Regions from separate parts of the Triticum aestivum genome. Here region 2 is linked to region 1. The links are chromatin contacts, called in public Hi-C maps. All regions are on one chromosome and are shown on one strand. Each heading gives the region's core, a stretch centred on a gene start, on an enhancer-like site or on the middle of the called end of the contact. The rest is flanking DNA. Distances are from core to core; before and after follow the strand shown. Region 1 holds the start of LOC123128563 (transcription factor TFIIIB component B'' homolog). Region 2 holds the start of LOC123128566 (prolyl-tRNA synthetase associated domain-containing protein 1).

Region 1 (3,121 bases), core at 272-2,771:
ACGTCAGTTCATGTTATTCCAAACAATGAAGCCTGTAGAATAATAAAACACCAAGGGGGTAACTCTCACAAATAATGCATCATCACAAATTCACAATGATTGAAATATCTATCAGATACCAATAAGGAATGGTCTTTAGGCGAGCTGGAAAGTAGGAGAGAATTCCTTGTCTTCACCATCGGATTATCTTTAAAAAAAATTGCTGATTTGTCTGGAGTGATCTTATTATAAGCGCGTGCACGTCGAGGCACAAATGCGTGGTAAGCCTCTATCAAGTTTGTGCTGGCCAAACATATCCTGATATGATTAATAGTTCTTCATCGAACAACGAAGCTATGATTTTATTATTTGTGGCGATTATACCAACTACAGTGAACCAGCGAAGCATAACCTCTGTCTGCTTTCGTTCATCGAATTGAGACATTGATATAGCCACATGTTGGATACTGGTATCATAATTTGGCTCTGTGCAAGCTTGCATTGCGTAGCTGAAAACATGGCAGAAAGGGTAAGTCGCGAGCGGATCAATGGGTACCTCGGTGCCGTCGGGGAGCACCTTGGCCAGCACCGGGATCTCGTACTGGTACAGCCGCTCCCACTCCGGGTTCGTCGTGATGTCCCTCTCCTGATCGAATCAGTCCAGCATCCCCAAAGTAAGCATCCATCCATCTCCGCACGAGAAAGAGATTACGAAGTGGTTCTGGCTTTGCTTGCCTGGAGCTCGAGGGAGGCGAGGGAGTAGGGGGTGCCGGCGAGCAGGACGGCGGCGTGGAGCTTCTCCTTGAGGCCGTCGCAGAGGCAGCACCCGGGCTTGGTGTAGAGCACCAGCCTCCGCGGCGCTGCGGGCGAGCTCGACGCCTCCCCCGCCGCCGCGGCGCAGAGGAGGCGGGACGCGGCGGCGGCGGCAGGGCGGGCGCGCGGCGCCACCATGCGGACCGCCGCGGCGCGCGGGAGCAGCGCGGATAGCGCCGCCGCCATGCCGGTTATCGTTCGGGTGGGCAGGCTCGCTGGGGTGGGTGCTCGGCGGCTCGGTCCGTCGCTGACTGACGACGACGAGGAGGAGGGGGCGCGGATGAGGCGCACGGCGGCACGGGCCGCGGCCGCAAGTGACCGGTTAATGGCCCACTGCAGATGACCATGATGATGGGCCAGAGGCCTTATGGAGCTACTTTTTGCGACGGGCCAGAAGCGTCGCTGCTCCAGACGACGCCGTAGCCACCACTTTCTCTTCCGCTCGCCGCCGCGGCTCCCCCTCCGCGCGCCGCCGGTACGACCGCCCCTGCGGCGCCCCACCTCCCCTCCCGCGTCGCGTTCATCTCTCCTCACCCGCCTAGGTTACTCCTCGGTCGAGCGGCCCCGCCCCCACGTCGCTCCCTCAACTGCTTCCCTCTCCCATCTGCTGGTTTCCCGGCATGCTTTAGCGCCACTCACTGGCCGCCGCCGTCCTTGCGTCACGGGTGCAGATTTGGTTGCAATCTACTTATGTTTCCTGATATTCGATCTGGTAAGTTTCTGCTCGCGTTTTCCTGACTCGTATACACATGGATGAAATGGAACTAGGAATAGTGTGGAAGTGGCTCCGATGCTGGGCTTCGGCAGCATGCTAATTTAGTCGATGTGGTGGATGGATTATGTTCCCTGGTTAGATTTACTTTCTCTCTGTATGCACGCAAATTTAGGTTCATAATAGGATGGCGTGAAGATAGGTGCAGTGAAGAGCACGCTGTCTGCATTTCTAATTTTGGGTGCCACATGTTCTTCTTTTGGATGGGTTAATAATCAGAATTTCCATCCTTTTCTTTTATAGTAGAACCCGAGAACTATCGAATGATTTGGTTGTTCTATACTAGATTTCAAATAGTATCTGAGGACTTGGAAGGATGGATCACTTGGTTTGTTTTTCTTTGAGGGGGCAGGCAGTTGTACTGCCAATGCATTTCAGAGGAGAAGTAAATAATGTTTAGTTACATAGAAAGGGATTAGAGCACCCATGAGCCACAAATAAATGGAAAAGAAAGCGGCTAGTCGGAACCGGCTGGTGGTGCTATTGATGCAAGGATAGTACTTTGATGTTATTTCCACACGGTAGCTGGAGTAGCAGTGAGGAGGAGCATGGGCTGCTCTCTCATGGAGGCTCTCATAGAAGATAGTATTGACCTTTTGTGTTAGTAAGTAGTTTGTGACAAATATATATCTGGAATTTGACCTCAATATAACTAGAATTGGCCCCACACATTGTTGTGCTAAATCTATGGTTGGTTTTTAATTTACGAAGGCCAAATATTGAAGGGAAAATATTGTTTCTGAAGATACTTTTCTTAATATTGAAGGGCATAGTGGTGTATTGTTCAGCTCAAATATTAAGTAGGGCACTGTCCTCAATTGCCAGATACGAATAGTTAGAAAACTAATTGTGTCTAAAGTAGATAGCTCAATATTTGCCCCAGTGAAAAACCAGGAGCTTGCATGTGGTGCCCCACGAGCAGCCACCACTACATTATTGCTTGCTTCTCCTCCAGCATGGCCTTTTTGGTATGGGTTAGTTTGGCAAATTTCTCTAATCACTCTCGCATGTTTCGAAGGATTTCCAACAGATCAGAACTGCCTGAGAAGAAGCAGCAGAAAAATAAAAGTGAAGTATCATCACCTGGTCGTAAGAGAGCCATGAAAGATAAATTGACAGAACGGACTGACAAGAAGCTTACTCACAGAATTCGTCAAAAAAGAACAAAAGGTATCTGGCTAAAATAACAACGGCGCCCAGATATCCAAGCATCGATTGTACATGATATGAGCTCTTATTATCTTTTGTATTTTTGGCCTTTGTAGTTTCAGAAGTCAAAACTTTACTGGAAAAACCTGATCATGAGATAGCACACATGAAGCTAAGTGTGATGCATCTCAGATTGTTACAAGAGGCCAGAGAGCGTATTAAGGTGAGCTGGGTTGAGACGCAGCTGGTGGTTCTGTTTTTGAAACATTATTGTGCTACTGTTTCATGATTTTGTTTTGACTTTTCCTAGAGTAAAACAATTCTGTCAGGACCATCATCCTCTAATCAAAGGTGTGCTCTCTTTTTTCACTTCAAATATTCATGCATGGATATTAGCTCTATCTCGTG
Region 2 (3,121 bases), core at 410-2,909, 190 kb after region 1:
GAGCAGCGGAGGAAAAAAGACATGCATCGTCCAGTGGGCAGCACCACTTCCCGTCGTCGAGCAGTCCTTCTCAAGCTGCAGCAGTCGTGCTCGTCGGCGGTGGCGGCCCCGACAACACCTGCGCGTGTGGCGCTTGCCACTCCTCGTCAGGCGAGCGCCGTGGTTGAATCACGCCACTGGATTGCAGCACGCCCCCCCGCCCCCCGATCTCTCTGTAGTTGCAGCACCTAGTCGCCGCCGTCGTAGCACCGCCGAGTTTGCCTGCCGTAGCTCTCTTGCCCAGTTTCTGGCGAAAATTGAGCGTCTGGAGAGATGCCTAGTGCTGCAATCGGCTACCAAAAAGCTACAGCCGGTAACAAAAAAAGCTTCAGTCGACGATGAAAAAAGTTTCAACCGGTATACGACGAAAGCAATGGACGACCACGAAATGTTGCAACCGGTGACAAAAAAAAGCTTCATCTGACGAGCAAAAAAGCTTCGTTCGTCGATGGAAAAAGTTTCAACCGTAGACGACGAAAGTCATGGATGTCAACAAAAAGCTTCAAACAACGGTTACAAAAAGCTACAACCGGCAGTGAAAAAAGCTTCAAACTTCATGTCTTACCTGTGACCCCTGCGACGGCGATGACGATGCAGCTCCGCCGTAGCCGCTCGTCGTAGCTCGCCGTTGAAGCTTTTTGCAAGGCCGGTTTAAGCATTCTACATCGCCGGGGTTGCAGCTTTTAACTCTGCAGTTGTAGCAAAAAAATGGAGAGACGTCATAGCCATCGTCGAGGAAGATTTCTCAATCTCTGGTTGAAGCTTTTTCATCTACAGGTTGAAGCTTTTTTGCAAAACGGTTGTAACTTTTCCTATATTCCGTTGTCTGGTTGAAGCTTTTTTATCTACTGGACGTAGCTTTTTGTGTCCATGGTTGTAGCACAGGAAAACGCCGTTTGCAACTTTTTCCAGTGCCGCGGTTGCAGCTCCTCTGGGTCGCCATGGTTGTAGCACAGGCACCTCGGTCCTCCTGTCGTTTGGCCTGTCGCCGGTTGCATCAAAAAAGGGAGAGAGGAGGCGGAGGAGAAGGAAGAGAGGGAGAAGGAAGAAAAAGGAGGTGCGAAGACGAGCGGGGCCGCAACCTACATCCATGGGCGACGGCGAGCTGCTCCACGCGCTGCAATGGAGGAGATCCGCGTTGAAGGAGGAGACGGGTAGAGATGCGGCGTCATGGGGGCGAGATCCGCACAAGGTTGAAGGCTGCGAGAGTGGCCCCGTTTCATACGTGTCGTTTGGTGTATTACTGAGGCGAAGCGTGCGTGGATGCGTCCGACCCAATGTTCGGCCGGTGCACCGTCCCCAAACAGTTTCCTTTCTTAAATGCCATGAAAACCTAATCTACGGGGTAATTCCCCTGATTCCCGCGAGAGTTGAACTGTTAACTGAATCCATGTGAGCTGAGATCGATGCTGCGGTCACCATCGAGTAGGGTTCCCAGTCAAAAGCAACAGAACGGAGCTCCCTCGCTGTCATGTAAAACAGCTGGTTATCACACGAGATTAATTATTAATTGGAGCATCCGTCGGACACACGATGTGGAGAGCAAGGTAGTACAGTAAAAAAAGAAAGAGACGATAAATTTTCCAAAAAAGTGTATGGATTGCGGTTCGGGTCCCGACCGTATGCGCTGCCCGCACCCGACCCGCGTCGCCCATAGCATCCGCGCATCCGCATGCGCATCCGACACGCTCCCAGCTCTAGCAGTCCCGGCTTTCCCTGCTCGCCTCGCAGCCGCCGCCGCCGCCAGCCATGGGTCGCACCAAGGACGAGCTCCTCGCGCGCCTCGAGGTCCGTGCTCTCTCGCTCCCTTCCTTCTCCGGTTGCCCCTCCCCTGCGTAGCCACCTCCCGGTCGCGGAGATCGGCTGGACTGGGCCTCGTTCCCCCTGCCTGCCGCCCCTGGCTGTAGCGCCGACGAGGTGCTGCAGTCGATACAGATTTAGTGCGGAAGCTAGCTGGGTTAGAAATCCTGGCGCGAGAAGGCGTCGTTGGTTGCTGAAATTTAGTTTTGCGGTGTCAGCGAAGGGGTTAGGGTTTTAAATCCACCACTAGCTATATCGCGTGACCACGACGATATGCTGCGTCCCCCGGTGACTTCCAACATACAATGCTTGGTTTCTAGCAGTGTACAAAACTTACAACGAAGCTAGGGCCTACGGCTAAGCTTGCTGTCTTGTTTTTCTGCAGGAGCTTAAGATCGATTTCAAGCGCTACGACCACCCGGTTGTGCTGACGGTCGAGGAGCAGGTTTGTGAACCACCGAGTCCGTATTTGGTTCTGCGATGGCTTCCGTTCGATATGATGTAATGTGATTGCTAACTGAACTTCTGTTATGACAGGCCAAACATGTGGGAAATTTCGGAGGCGCGTTGACTAAGAATCTACTTCTGAAGGTATGCTTGTTGGCAACTAATGAACGGTTAATTCTAGGAAGCCTGATAGACTGAGTATTTATGTATTGATATGAGTTGTGGGTTTCAGGACAAGAAGCACCGGTTGTATATCGTTTCTGCACTTGCTGACACCAAAGTTGACATGAAAAGTAGGTGAATCTACTGATGATTGCAGTTTTTTCTAGCTTATTTGGGCATCAGGACAATTAATCTCTTTTCTCTAAAATGAGCAGTTCTGTCCCAGCGTCTTGGTTTGGGAAAAGGTGGCGTGCGGATGGCTCCTGAGGAGAATTTGTGTCAAGTGCTTCAGGTCTGCCTGCTTATGATGCTGTTTTAGGCACCACTGTTCTTCTTGGTTCCATAATTTTGGATCTTATGTGGCATAAGTACTTCCCTGGTAGTTTGTGAGGTTCACTGAAAAACCTGTCAAGAAGGGATGATACAATATTTTGCTTAATTTAGAAGATCTTTTCATTGTTTAAATTGCCATCGTTACAACATGTGTGTGCCGTAATGTTGTTTACCATTGGAGGTTTACTTTCTTCAAGTATGAGAATTTGAAAAAAAAAACTTTACTTCTATAGTTAATAGCGTTGAGCTCAGAAAGCAAGATGTCTCGAAATCACATCATTTGTTAGTCAGTACTCCCTCCGTAAACTAATATAAGAGCGTTTAGAATACTAAAGTAGTG

Evidence for each region. Hi-C and Micro-C count contacts between places; a contact is called where the count stands out from the background.
Region 2: a contact with region 1 is called in a Hi-C map of leaf, with 3 times the contacts expected there. The contact joins the promoter of LOC123128566 here to the promoter of LOC123128563 in region 1. A contact is called at or near these places in 4 of 5 Hi-C or Micro-C datasets (leaf and an unstated tissue) and 1 of 1 datasets of contacts at active chromatin or transcription factors (leaf).

What each region holds. Positions count from the first base shown.
Region 1 is chr6A:565,735,584-565,738,704 of IWGSC CS RefSeq v2.1, forward strand. LOC123128563 (transcription factor TFIIIB component B'' homolog) reads left to right here and starts at 1,522. Exons shown (of 11, transcript XM_044548599.1): 1 at 1,522-2,734; 2 at 2,830-2,936; 3 at 3,024-3,064. The coding sequence starts at 2,467. It overlaps LOC123129706, which reads right to left and starts at 1,414. Exons shown (of 4, transcript XM_044549764.1): 1 at 1,381-1,414; 2 at 715-1,298; 3 at 536-625. The coding sequence starts at 1,414.
Region 2 is chr6A:565,921,915-565,925,035 of IWGSC CS RefSeq v2.1, forward strand. LOC123128566 (prolyl-tRNA synthetase associated domain-containing protein 1) reads left to right here and starts at 1,660. Exons shown (of 12, transcript XM_044548602.1): 1 at 1,660-1,827; 2 at 2,225-2,284; 3 at 2,377-2,430; 4 at 2,519-2,579; 5 at 2,664-2,740. The coding sequence starts at 1,789.